3 separate regions of the Mus musculus genome follow, and all the other regions are linked to region 3. The links are chromatin contacts, called in public HiChIP or PLAC-seq maps. All regions are on one chromosome and are shown on one strand. The core of a region is the stretch at or near the end of the contact, and the rest is flanking DNA. Distances in the headings are between cores, read along the strand shown.

Region 1 (4,793 bases), core at 1,839-4,338, 150 kb after region 3:
GCTGTGCTGTGCTGTGCTGTGCTGTGCTGTGCTGTGCAGTGCTGTGTGTGCTGTGCTGTGCTGTGCTGTGCTGTGTGTGCTGTGCTGTGTGTGCTGTGCTGTGCGGTGTGTGCTGTGCTGTGTGTGCTGTGCTGTGCTGTGTGTGCTGTGCTGTGTGTGCTGTGCTGTGCTGTGCTGTGCTGTGTGTGCTGTGCTGTGCTGTGCTGTGCTGTGCTGTGCTGTGCTGTGTGTGCTGTGCTGTGTGTGCTGTGCTGTGCTGTGCTGTGCAGTGTGTGCTGTGCTGTGCGGTGTGTGCTGTGCTGTGTGTGCTGTGTGTGCTGTGCTGTGCTATGCTGTGTGTGCTGTGCTGTGCTGTGCTGTGCTGTGTGTGCTGTGCTGTGCTGTGCTGTGCTGTGCTGTGCTGTGCTGTGTGTGCTGTGCTGTGCTGTGCTGTGCTGTGTGTGCTGTGCTGTGCTGTGCTGTGCAGTTCTATGGTGTGCTGTGGTATGTTGTGCTGTGGTGAGCTGTGACATTTTGTGCTGTGCTGTGCTGTGCTGTGCTGTGCTGTGCTGTGCTGTGCTGTGCTGTGCTGTGCTATGCTGTGTGTGCTGTGCTATGCTGTGCTGTGCTGTGCTGTGCTGTGCTGTGCTGTGCTGTGTTGTGCTGTGCTGTGCTGTGCTGTGCTGTGTGTGCTGTGCTGTGCTGTGCTGTGCTGTGTGTGCTGTGCTGTGCTGTGCTGTGCAGTTCTATGGTGTGCTGTGGTATGTTGTGCTGTGGTGAGCTGTGACATTTTGTGCTGTGCTGTGCTGTGCTGTGCTGTGCTGTGCTGTGCTGTGCTGTGGTGGCTTGTGGAGCTCTGCCCCATCCATCTATCTATTTCCATCCACCCACCCATCCATCCATCCATCCATCCATCCAAACATACATGTCTATTTATATGTATGTATGTAGGTAGGTATATGTATATATTTGCAAGCATGTGTGAATACTTGTGGAGTTGTATGAGACAGGTGGTTGGGCCCAGCAAAAATGAGAATGTGTTAATATGTAAGTGAGAACGTAAACAAAAATATAAATGTGTGTATGAATGTTTATGTGTCTGTGCATATTTGCCTGTGAAAAAGATTTTAATTCTTTTCCTTTCCATCCTTTCTGGATCACAAAGAGTTAACCAGCCTAGCCAGAGAAGCTTCTGGGTATGAAGAAGAGAAAGGAGCAATAGCAATAAATCCTTTACCTAATCACCCTCCACCCCGCCCCACCCCTGATGTTAAGCCAAAGGTGATAATTTGCCTGAAGCCACAGCTCTTAGGAGGCAGATCTCTGAGTTCGAGGACAGACTGGTCTACAGAGGGAGTTCCAGGACAGTCAGGGCTACACAGAGAAACCCTGCCTTAAAAAACAAAACAAAACAAACAAAAACAAAAAAAGCCAAACAAACAACAACAAAAACCCTAAGAATCAAAGAAAATAAGTACTATTCATACTGAGCAACCTTAACACTAACAAAACCAACTTTTGCCTCCCCCACTCCCCACACACCCTCACACCTCACAATGGATGATGGGCTATCTTCCAGAGAAGACCTAGTGCCCAGGGCAAGTTTCCAGCCCTGAAGGACTTTCATTCCTCCAGAATTTGATTTTTAAGAACTAATGACCAAATAACTAAATTTGCCAAAGAACTTATACCCAAAATTAATTTACTAACATATTTGTGGACTGAGGCTTTGAAATAATTGATTGGGGCCAATAAGGAAAGAGCAGGGACTCCTCATAGGGTTGAGGTGGAGGTAAATATTGGGATAACAAACATAGATTTTTTTTTACCCTGGGGATCACAGCACCCTCCATGTAGATTCAGTGAATTGTGTTAGCAATTGGTCCAAGGATTTGGGGATCCCAGGTGTCCACCAATGCCTTCTGTGATGTCCTTCTCTACTCCGGTGTTGTTTATACACATCCATTAGTTGTTTATACTGCCCATTAGGGTTGTAGGTTAAGACTACTGGTCGCCAAGGTTGGGGGCAGGGGCAGTGAACCCACAACTTTTCCATTTTCTTGGTGCCTGAGGGGTCCATCTAGTAACCTGATGCTCTTGACACATAAACCCAGGGAGCTATTAGATTATGGTCTAGAAAGAGGGCAACTTCTCAGAATCCTTGGATTTTTTTTTTTTATAGCTCCCAATAGTGAAATATCTCACCTCTGGTTGTTCTACCCTCTATCTCTTCTAAATTACAATCTTATCATGACAAAAGATCACCAGTGTATTAATGATTTATTTTGAAATATATCCCTTGTCTTCCCTGTCAAGGATCAGGTCTATCAAGGCTTGCTTGGAACATTGCCACTTTCCCAAGAAGACAGAAGGGACTTTGTCACTCAGCCATTGATTCTAATTTGACTACTACAAAATGAACTGGCTTGCTGTGACCTGACCCACATGGAGACCAATTTATCTCCTGATTCGGGCTGCAGCCCCCGGGTGAAGATGTGGTTCATGTCCTGTACAAAGGATGCAGTTCATGACCTGTACCGCCCTCCTCGGCTTCTGCAGAGACCCGAGGAATATGTTTTGTTGACTTCGTTTCTGGCACGTGATACAGACTTTCCACATCCCAGAACCAAGCATCTGTTCATTTCATGTCCTTCCGGTGCCCTCCAGCATCTCCTTCCGGTTCCCTCCAGCTGTTCCCTCCCCTCCACATTCCAGCGCCATCTCTTCCCAGGGCTCCTTTCTCTCCCAAAAGAGAATTGGCTTTGTTTAAAGGCTGTCATCAAAAATATTTGTCTCTGATCTCTCCTTCAATTTTTTTTTTTTTTGTAGGACAAATGTGGACTAATGAAAGACCTGCAGTCAGAGAGGAACGAATATGTACTTTGAATCAGGAAATGAGAAAGAATGCCGCTGGCCCAGCCGAACCGCCATACCTTATCTTGTCAATTTAAGGCTCGTTCCCTGAGAACCCTTCCAAGCAGTAAGAAACCAGTTTGTGTTTCTCATAAGAGCTAAACAAGAAACAAAAGCATCCATGGTAACTATACATATGTGCAAATCTAACCACAGAAAGCATGTTGAATTCGGCACTTTGAAATGCAGGTGTCAAAAGGGGCCAGCTGTTTCCCTGGCCCTTTTAGTAGCCCTGTGTGGTTTAGAGTGGGAGAGCAAAGTTGAAGAACAAAGAGTCAACATGGGTGTTGACCTTGATTCCTGTTACTGAAAAGTGAGGGCGATTCCTTTATCCATGCTGGGACACAGCTGAGCTCTGGTGCTGGGGCAGATGTTCACAGAGATGCCAGAGGGTTATCAGAACAAAGACTGGTATTAGTCTAAGTTTTCCTAGACCACAGGATCTTATGACTATTACATTAGGACTTGTCCCCAGCAGCCCCAGAGCTCTTCATCCTGCATGGTCACATGGTCCCCACAGAGATGACAGCCTTAGATGTTTCTTTCTTTGAGCTATTTTTTGCTTTTTGAGTTTCATGGATTCCATTAACATCCCATGTGCCAGATCACACTGGGTCTCTACTATTCTAAAAGTCGGGAAGAATTCACTTAAAAATCAGTGTGAATCTGGCTGGCACGTATGGAGTCACTTAGCTTGCCTCTCCTTGCAGCTCAGAGCCACAGTCAGGTTTCCAGCGTGGACATAACAGGGCAGAACAGACTCCAGGGAGTGACCATGTACCAGGAAAACATCAGCAGAGATGGGCTGCAGAAGAGATGCTGAAGTAAACAGCACTCATCTGTTTGAGGGAGATGTGATGACCCCAGGCAAGGGATAATCTGATATTAGAGGTGATAGAGCTCAAGAAGAAATAAGGGAAGGCGGAGGGAGGCAGCCTGGTGGCAGTCAGTACATGGTATAAGAGGCACAGGTGTCTATGCATGGTGACTGCCAGCCTCTGATGGCTGCAAGAAATCTGGCATCCATACTTACTGCTGCCACTGCTAATCTTCATATTTTCAATACAGTCTGACATTTCAAATTTGTGAATCTATCTGTACATCTAATGTGTTACAGCCAACTAGCCCTTATCGCCAGCCTCCTCCATGCAGAAGTTTATGAGCAAGAATGTGTGTTGTGTTTTATAAAAATAAAGAGAGAAGGGATATGTTTGGTGGAGGTGTGGTAAGGTGTGGGGGAAGGGGATGTTTCAGCTGGCTCATGCTGAGGCATCCCTTCCCCCTGAGGGACCAGCCACACATGATGACAATTGGCATGTAGTATAGAGTTTATTCAAGGCATGGGGAGGGGAGTTGAGAGAGCAGTAGAGACAGAGAAAGGCAGAGAGAGTAGAGGAGTAGTGGCTAGCCATGATCATGTGGAAAGAGAGGAGGAGGGGAATGGAGAGAGGGGAGGAGTAGGACGAGAGCACAGAGCTGGAGAGCAAGAAAGCAAGAGAGAGTAGAGGAGTAGAGGCTAGCCATGATCATGTGGAAAGAGAGGAGGAGGGGAATGGAGAGAGGGGAGGAGTAGGACGAGAGCACAGAGCTGGAGAGCAAGAAAGCAAGAAAGAGTAGAGGAGTAGAGGCTAGCCATGATCATGTGGAAAGAGAGGGGGAGGGGAATGGAAGGCTCTACCCTCTCCTTCCCTGTGATGGAACTTCTGCCACAAGGCAAGAGACATGGAGTCCATACCTTGAATCTTGCATCCTTCTGTTCTGACCTCCACAAAGATCCATTCACTGGTAATTCAGAGCACTCTGGAGACTGCCTTTATCGACTCAGTGTGCTAGTATGTCCCCTTGAACAGGAGTCACCTGTGGCCATACCAACTACCCACAAGGCTAGTCACTTATAATGC
Region 2 (4,416 bases), core at 756-3,255, 190 kb before region 3:
GGTAGCCCCTCAGTGGAACATAAGCCCCTAGCCAGGAGGAGATGTCATATGCCAGATGTGAAACAAATGCTTCTGTCCTCACAAATTTACATGTTGAAGTTATGAACGTAATATGGTAGTATTTGGAGGTAGGTCTCTGAGACACAAGGTTAGATGAAGTTGTAAGAACAGGACCTCAGTCTTATGGGAATGGTGTCCTTATAACGAAATGGAAACACTAAGACCATTCAAGGAGAAACAGATTGTTCAGCAAATGTGCTAGGATGATTGTGTGTGAAAACTGGATTCACACCATGTTCCAAACCAACTGGAAATGGATTAAAAGGTATGGGATCATAAAAGTTCTGGAAGAAAGCTCCTTGGCATTGTTTCTGATACAATATATATGTATGTATACAATATATACATATATGGGTAATGCTAAAAGTTTTGGCAATAAGATTAAAAAGAAACAAAACAAAAAGATTACATGCCTAGAAGATTCTGCTGGTCAAAGGAACCAATTAATGAGATGGACAGGCAGCCTGAGAGAAAAAAAAATTCAAAATCCACAGATATGATATGGGGTTAATATCTGAAACATATAAGGAACTCGTATAATTCAATGGCAAATGAAAACAAAGTCAAGCCTGAAGCCCCCCCACCCCCAAAAGGGGAAAACCAACTGAGAAAATGACCATAGACATGGAAGTGGTGAACAGTGTGTGAGCTTGGCATCACCCATTGACAGGGGTAGACGAGGAAAAGTCACAGTGCAGTCTCCTGGTAGACTGGCTGTTGTAAACAGCCATGTGATATAATATTGCTGAAGACGAGAAGGGGGTTTCTTGGCACCCTTCAGATGTAAATTAACATAGACAGTAAAAGTAGGTCATTATCCAAAACATCCTCTTTGGAGTACTGCCCAATGGAAATGGAATCATTGTCTTAGAGATCTACAGCAGCGACAGAGTAGACTCAACCTGAGTGTCCAGTAAAGACAAGCAAAGAAAGAAGTTACGATATTCACACACAGTGGAATCTTTTAAAATAGTTGCTTAGTTTTAGTTTACATATATAAGGAAGTCAGAAGAGAAACTGGATGACTGTGAGTTCTACGAACCCCACCCTGATCCCTACAAGTGCTCTTAACAGTTGACGCATCTCTTAAGCCTCACACAATGGAGTTTCACCCAGTCTCCAAAAGGAAGAAAATTCCATCCGTTGTATTGTGGATGGATTTGGATGACATGAAACTAAGAGAAGTTAGCTATACATAAAAAGTACTGCAGGACCTCACTTGATGCTGCGTTGGTTTGCTTGTCCCTGTAACAAATGTTCAATGTTGTCAGCTTATAGAGAAAAAGCTTCTCCATAAGATAAAAGCTTCTCTATTGATAAAAGTGGGTTGCTCTAGTGTTGTGAAGCCCTTGTTGAAGCGGCTCTTCTGGTGGGCATGTATATTACAGAGCAAAAGAGATCATGCTCGCCACAGAGTCAGGGAAAAGGAGAATGAGGGAAGGGGTGTCCAATACGTTGATCTTCTTGACTGTATTAATCCACTCAGGATGAACATATTAAATAAAGCATTTTGTGTTCCTGAAGTATATACAGCAAAAAAAGAGCCAGTGATTTAAAAAAAAAATGCTTGCTTGCCCTCTCACCCTTTCCCTCTCCCTCTGCCATGTGAAATAGCAAGATATTCTGTCAGCAAGAGACCCTCCCCCGACATCAAATCTGTTGCCATCTTGACCAGCGTGCCAGCCTCCTCGGACTGTAGATTAGTTAAGCTGTCTGGTCTGTGGCATTTTCTGATGGTAGCAAACAAAGCACCCTGAGGCAGCACTAGAAGGCTAGGAACCGGTACCCATTTACATAGCTTCAGGAGATTCCACAGGCTTTGCATACTGTACTCATTCTTTCCTCGTATTTTCATTTTACAAACCAGTGAGGTAAGTTCTATTTTCATCCCGTGCCGGGGTGACGAAAACAGGCATCCAGGAGGCAGGTCTGAACAAGTTCATACAGAAGTGTGTACAGCCTGGGCTTTGCTCCAGGATAGCTGGCTCTACAGCCTGGAAAACTAGCCACTGGGCCTCCGTCCTCAGGATTTTAACTATTTCAGTAATCGTCATTGCAACTGGAAAGGGCCCAGCCACCTAAGCTGTCCTCCAGTTTGTCCTGCGACTTGCTGCTTAGTAGTAGGAGAGAGCTGCTGGTCTGGGGAGTCAGAGAGTGAAGAGAAGGGCGGGCCTCCTGTGGCTTTGCTGGCTGCTCTTGCCCCGCCTTCTGCTCCTGGTTCCCTTCTGTCCTCGCCTGGCACTGATATCCCTGATCACTCTTCCTGCTCTCCCACCTTCACCTGATCCTTGACCCCTCCGTCTTTTTCTCTCCTCCTTCTTCCCTCCTCCTCCTCCCCTCCGATCTCCAGGGCTTGTGACCCTGTTTGTGCTTCTTCAACATAGACTTTAGAAGGCGGGGCCAATCCTCTGTGGACTGAAACTTCAAAACTCTGTACTTAGATAAAGCTTTTCTTTCTATCAGTTGATTACGTCAGGTATTTGTTACAGTAACAGGAAGCCGACTAACAGCTCCAAGGCCCTGGAACCCGGGGATATGAACAGCTTACTTTAGCCTCTCATAGCCCTTCCTAGAAGTCTGCTACCAAACAGATTACACATCCCACATCTGTACCTCAGGCAAGGGAACAGGTGAGAGGCCACGTTTCACTTGGGACATCCAGGATTGGCTGTGCTAGGAAAACTAGGTGATCTCCCACAGGGCTGGAAAGCTGCTGATCCCATTGATGTTGAGAGTTACCAATGTCCAAGGCAGAAATCTCTAGACGGAAGGAGCCAGCCCACAGTCTGACAACACCATTTGGGCCCCTTGGGTTTCCAAGGGGGCTTAAGCCAACATTAGTTGAGATGAATCCACCTCTGGGCACACCTTTTCCTGGATGGTGGGGATGGAGCAAGTCAGCAAAGCTCAGACATAGCTCCATCACTCAGCCTAATAGAGGAATATTCACCCGATGAAAGGTCAGCACTGAAAGAATCGGCTTTAATATTGCTTTTCTTCTTTGCTCTTTTCCTAATATTTGACATTTATTGTGGATTTACCCCACTCCCAGCAAGCACTCTGCCAACTAGTTTCTAAATCACACCTAGTTAATAATTGTCCATCCTACCAAGCATTGAAAACCATCATTAAGAAAAAAAAATCACAGCTAGTTAATAAAATTTTCATTCAGGCAAACACTGAAAAATACCACTCAAACATCTAGTTAGATAGGTCTTGGAGTCCGCATATGTTTATCTTACCTGAATTCTTAACTGGGAAGGAACCGAGCATCTGTGTATATTGATGTGAATGATGATGCACGTGTTGCTAGAAACTGTGTCAGTTGAGTGCTTTTCTTAGTACCATTTTATAGGCAAAGGAACATATATATGGGAATAATACTACTTAGGTAGTTGGGAGGGCACATGAGACAAAGACCCCTTATTTAGCATTGTACCTGTGTGGCTTCTAAGCCGGCTATGACCTACACCATTCCTGCCCAGCTTCCTTCTCTGTATCTCCAGAGTTAAGATCCTTGAACTGCCATTTAAAGATGGAACACCATACTGCACTCATTATACATTTTCTATTTTCCTCAACCACCCCTACCCCCCTTTTCTGATTGCAACAGAAATGCTTACTTATAAACATCTACTAGCCAATCACTCCCCATGACAGCAGAGATTATTAACAGATGAACAGGGTCAAAACCCAAGTGACAGAGAAATCTTCTCTAAAGATAATGAATTTCTTTGGGAATAGCCTGGCAATTCCCCAACCATGAGCCACGTTAGATTACATGTGCATTCAAAGATCTCGAGGCAAAGGGAAGCTTTTGAAGGCAAAATGAAGAATATGACATAAATTATTTTGAAGCAGTAGTCCTTGACTACAAGGACTGATAACAAGGATGGCATCAGTCCATGGTGAAGCAGGCCATTTTAGTCAGAAGTTCTTATAGAAGGATTGATTGAGTGTGTGTGTGTGTGTGTGTGTGTGTGTGTGTGTGTGTGTGTACAAGACTGTCATGGCCTTTGTGAACCATTCTGATTCTGACATACTCATTTGTAATATTTTTTACTAGCAAATGAATATGTATGAAATCTATTTAATATTTTATTTTTTTATTGGTGGTTGACAAATGTGACTCCATTTTGACTCTGATTGATTCTGATTATTTTCATAATAATCCAATGAGAAACAAAGAAGTTAGCAAAAAATGACCATAGGGTCTATGAATGCTCTGAGGGATACTCACTGAGTACTATGGAAACCTGTGGTGTGTGTGTGTGTGGGGGTGGTGGTGGTGGTGGAATTCAATGGCAAGGAGATAAATTTAAAAGATGATGGTTGAGTAGAATCAGGAACAATACA
Region 3 (4,811 bases), core at 2,207-4,706:
TCGTCTTTCTTTCCTACTCTCTGACCTGATGTCAATGTTCAAGCAGTATTACTGAAAACCTCTCCTGAAGCCAAATTCCCACTCACCCCCAAATCTTTAAACGGAATGAGGAAATTAAAATGGCTTTTACTTTGAAAGTAGCAAGTATGAGTGATATATGTGTACATGCACTGAATTTATTAGGTTAAATTTTTTTTAAAGCCTGATGATTACATTCCCCTAGCACCCATGATGTATTTTCCCCTAAATATCAAATAAATTAGTGTAGACAGATAAAGTGATTGAGATAATCAACACACACTGGATTACTGCTTTTGTAGACACTTGTGAGCCTTTGCATTTCTCCTATTTAATTTGATGTCAGAGTTACCACACACCTTGGTTCCTCAGGGATGAGAAGCACTCTAAGCCCTGGAGGGTTTTGCTCCCTCGAGACAACTTATCTGTTGTAATAATTAGCAATAAATCTCTCAGCATGAGAAATGACAGGGCCGAATGACATTGAGATGAATACAGAGGATGGAAAGGTAGTTGGCTTCTCTCCATTCATCTTGATAATCTCCATTGCTTCGTAAACAGTAAGACCTGTTACTATGATTCATGTCTGAAGCAGTTCTCAAAACAACACTAATTCCAGAGACAGTCTGTCTAATAAACTGTTTGATTGGGGTTGCAAGGCAAACGCAAGCCACTGGCAGGAGACTGACAATCTGAACTTGAGCATTGTGGGGAGGGCTGAAGAGGGGGGAGAGGCATTGACTAGCTGTGAAGGGAAGACCATTTATTTAGCAGTGGACCTTATAAACTCTTCTCTGAGAAACTAAACTACTTTTTTTTTCACTATTCTAACTAGAATCAGAATTAACCTGAGTTAGATACCAAGAAGAAAAGAGGGCATTCCCCACGCATGTCTCAGGTACTTTCTGTTTTTAACACCCGAAGATATGTGAGTATTAAATCCGCAGGATCACTGTAGGGGACTGGTGTTCTGCAGATAACCTGAAATGACTGATGGGGTCATATTCTCAAACAAGTCCAGACTCCTCTTAGCTCAGCTCAGTTGGAAGAAAGAAAATCATTCTTAGGCAGGCACCTGGAAGAAGCTGTGATTGCCAATTGTGTCCAATGAGTCGGTTTCCCTCCGGAGAGGCTTGACACCTATCCATCTGCATGATGTCCTAACAATAGAAAATCAGAGCAGGCAGTATCTGCCTGCTGCTCCAAGCCTAGATCATCCCTCAGGGGTTCTCCCCTCGTAGGGCTATACTGTGCTCCTGCTCTGTGAGATTTTCCAGCCGAGTTTAAAGTACACCATAGTCCAGGTGTTTAATGTCACAATACAAGACCAATTTTATAAGGTGCTCTTCCTTGAAGAGTTAGGTGAAGGGACTCAAAAGGACAATTTGCCCCAACAATAAAGCTATTTATTTGTTCTGGGACAGCTGTCACTGTACAGTGACACTTCCACTATGCAAGATTTGCACTTTGAAGCTTATTGATAGATTTAATTTTTATGGTGTTCAGGTTTGTATGATAAGGCCTGGATATATCTCAACTACTTTGATCAATAATAGGCCAAGCTTTGGCAAGTCAAATCCTCTGATAATTCTTAAGTTGCCTGAGTCCCAATTTAGCCTCCCAAACTTCTTTTCATTATGGCTTGAAATTTTACAAATTTACAGAATTATCATCACACTGTAAAATTTTCAAAAGAGGGATTATTGGGGGGGGGCGGTAAGAGGGTGAGAATGCAGGGACAAAATTAGCCTGGTCTCAAAGCCAGATCACCAGTTATCAAGTATAGGTAAGTGGCTGTACACTCTTCTTTACTATTAAATGGAGGTGGGAAGGCAGCCATGGTGGTGCATACCTATAGTCCCAGCACTTCGGAAGCGTAGGCGGGAGTATCATAGTTCAGGGTCAGTCTGGACAACACAGGGAGACCCTGTCTCAAAAATGGGGAGGGGTATGTGAAATTTATTCCAAAAGACGGTTGTGAAACTACAAGCTGTTTCATGCAATAGGTGCTCAGCTAATCATCCTGGCTGTGTGGATTGCATCGATTGCTCTCAGCAGTGTTGGAAGTAGCCTTGAGCTCTGCTTTTCTTGATCCCTTACATACTTTGTTTCAAAAGGAGGCTCACCTTATACACGAAGAAACTGAAACTTAACAGGTTAATAGCTAGTTCAAGTGGTCAATTAGAACCAAAGAGCCAGGGGTGGTTTTCTCCAGACTTGTTTTGTAGTCCCCTTCTTTAGATCACATTCTTTTGATTTGTTTTATGGTACTGGGGATTGAACTAGGGCCTCATGTATGTTAGGAGGCAAATGCTTTACCTCTGAGCTGTCCCCAGTCCTCTTTTCACTTTGGGACAGGGTCTCATGAAGTTTCCCCTGGTTGGCGGTGAACTTGCCATCCGCTTGTGTCAGCCTTTCCAGTAGCTAGGATTACAGGCTCAAGTTACCATCTCTTTTTGATCTGATTAAGATTGACATCCCTAGGCCTTTAAATTATTCCTTTTTTTCCTTCATTTCATTTCATCTTTATTTTCTCCCTCTCTTTTTTCTCCTTATAAGTGTATTTGTAGCATGGGCAAAATGCCCTCTCTGTCTTCATAAGACAACTATGTAAGAGAAATACAAAAGAATCTTCCTGGTGCCCACATTTATACATTTTACAAATACACACACACACACCACATACATAAGTTACAAAGGACAGATGCATTATTTCAATATAGATAATTGTTGCCTCTTTCACAAAAAAAAAAACACAGGAGACATAATCAATATAGAATCATATCTCTAAGCATCCCTGACCCTGACATGTCATCTCCAGTATCTGTGTTGGCCCAGAAATACGACCAGGTAATAGCTATAGAACCTTGACTCGAATCTATTCAAAATACATTAAGATTGATGATTTTATTATGTGAGTTCACTCACGTGTGCACACACACATGCGTGTAGCCATGCCTGTGATTATGTGAATTTTCCTTCCAGGAGCCACAAGCTGTGGGCACAGCCCCAGTGTGAAAAGAGCCAGTGTTGTCCAGGGTAACAGCACTGTCTAAGAGAGCTGACTGGACATGCTGTGTTCACAGATCTGACTGCATCTTCAGACGATAGTCTGCCAAGCTAATGTGATTAATGTGTTCCTGGTGGCAGCATTTCCTGCTACTCTGTTTTCCGTGAAGACAGATCACACTGCCTCGCAGCCTCCAACTGAGCTCTAGAAGCCAGGCAGGAAGGAAGCCAAGCCCACTGCCGCCCACACCTCACCTCTGCACCTCAGCTGCTATGCACACATTCCACCAATTTTTCAGAAAGGAGCGCCATCCATGGAGGATGTGGAACAGCTGGGGGCCCTGATTTTGCGCCCTCTCTCTTCCTCCATGCCCCACCACACAGTCTCTGCAGATGTCTAGTGTGAAGCGGAAGCGGTGTGGCTCGTTAGCATGCCCGGAAAAGCGGCAGACGGAAGTGATCTGACAGGCCTACTCTTGCAGCTGCAGGGAATTGGTGGGTGGAGTGCCAGGGGCCAAGAGAGGACGAAGCTCAAGCGTGTCTTCACCCTTTGGCTTCCTTGAAGTACGAAGGCCTGTGGCCTGCCCTTGCTCCTCACCCTGTGGCACACTGGTCGAGCAGGTTACACCAGATCCATAGCCTTCCATGCACTACCCAGTTTCTTAGAAGTTAAGGCGCGTCAAGAATAAAATGAATGAAAATGCTTTTGCTGGGGGAGAAGTAAATACGAAGCTTTATAAAAATAATCACCCAAAGAACCAGGTCAAAGGTCGGTGGCCCTGCCCTTGCCCGTAGCAGACATCTGGGTTTTCTGTGTTAGTTCGTTTTTAATTCTGGAGTCAGGTGACACTTCACCCAGAAGACAAAAATGCATTCCCAGGATCAAAAGATGCTCATTTTATAGACAGAAAGGGTCTGAAAACAGAAACCAGAAAGAGGAAAAAGTGAGATGGGTCACTTCCAAGTCACTTTTGATGGTGGCTCATCTTGATCATTAACGTGATTGGATTGAGAAATAACATAGGTTAGAAAGCGCCCTCTCCAGATGTCAGAGGATTAAGACTAAAGACCCTCCTCAAATGAGGCCACATCACCACATGTGCTGGCATCCTGGAGCCAATAAGAGCAGAAGAAAACTGCCTGCTAGTGGGTCCTCTTTCTTGACACCTCCCACTCCAGCTTTTCTCCTTCTTCTCTCCTCCCTTCCCCACTCCTCCCACCAGGTCTCTCTTCCCACAACCTTCTTCATGTTTGCTATGAGGTAAGGAACTCTGCTCCACCGCACACCTTCTGCCATCCGACATTGTCATCCTGTGCAACATCTTCACCATTTAGAAACCATGAACCAAAACAAATCCCTTCTCACTCGAGAGCCATGACAAAAAGTCCGACTAACACTTTCCTGCTCTGCTTGGGAAATGGGGACAAAAAGACAGAACCATAGAAAAAGAACTGAGTGCTTATCAAAGGATTGTGTCAAGTTACCTCCTGTCTCTCCTCCCTGGGGGAACCAGCCTCTTACGCACTGGGCTGGGCTGAATGGAGGGAAGCTTGGCGTGGGTGGGTGGGTCCAATGCAGGGCCTTGGTCCGAGGTGAGTGTGTGGGTAAAGAACACACACATGCACACACACACACACACACCAGGATTAGCTTCAGAGACTGATTCAGTTTATTGTGGAAGGAGGAAAAAAGCTTTGAGGGGCGGGCTATCAGGGTGAGTGTACCTCATTGGCTGGGGATGCCTCATTTGCATAAGGAGGAATTCCAGGTGCTGCTGCACATG

The links. HiChIP or PLAC-seq counts read pairs in DNA pulled down with a chosen protein or histone mark.
Region 1: an H3K27ac HiChIP or PLAC-seq map of double positive thymocytes shows a contact between it and region 3, with 9 read pairs. The contact joins two enhancer-like sites. A contact is called at or near these places in 14 of 39 promoter capture datasets (the 3T3-L1 cell line, 3T3-L1-derived adipocytes, the HPC-7 cell line and 8 more), 1 of 115 datasets of contacts at active chromatin or transcription factors (double positive thymocytes) and 1 of 9 other capture datasets (adipose tissue).
Region 2: a contact with region 3 is called in an H3K4me3 HiChIP or PLAC-seq map of intestinal villus epithelium, with 5 read pairs. The contact joins two enhancer-like sites. A contact is called at or near these places in 2 of 484 Hi-C or Micro-C datasets (uterus and ventricular fibroblasts), 1 of 115 datasets of contacts at active chromatin or transcription factors (intestinal villus epithelium) and 1 of 9 other capture datasets (embryonic stem cells).

Annotation. Positions count from the first base shown.
Region 1 is chr13:35,034,241-35,039,033 of GRCm38.p6, reverse strand. No RefSeq gene overlaps it. Among named protein-coding and RNA genes, the nearest start is that of Gm40910, 42 kb to the left of the region's middle. Within about 2 kb of position 3,088, at least 14 of the 459 cell types and tissues checked have an H3K27ac peak or open chromatin away from gene starts, as enhancers often do. A contact at or near this core is called in double positive thymocytes, where this site is marked.
Region 2 is chr13:35,381,315-35,385,730 of GRCm38.p6, reverse strand. No RefSeq gene overlaps it. Among named protein-coding and RNA genes, the nearest start is that of Gm22674, 90 kb to the right of the region's middle. Within about 2 kb of position 2,005, at least 70 of the 459 cell types and tissues checked have an H3K27ac peak or open chromatin away from gene starts, as enhancers often do. A contact at or near this core is called in intestinal villus epithelium and uterus, where this site is marked.
Region 3 is chr13:35,187,881-35,192,691 of GRCm38.p6, reverse strand. 1700011B04Rik (RIKEN cDNA 1700011B04 gene) reads right to left here. Exons shown (of 3, transcript NR_045616.1): 3 at 4,678-4,811. Among named protein-coding and RNA genes, the nearest start is that of 1700011B04Rik, 8.7 kb to the right of the region's middle. Within about 2 kb of position 3,456, at least 148 of the 459 cell types and tissues checked have an H3K27ac peak or open chromatin away from gene starts, as enhancers often do. A contact at or near this core is called in double positive thymocytes, intestinal villus epithelium and uterus, where this site is marked.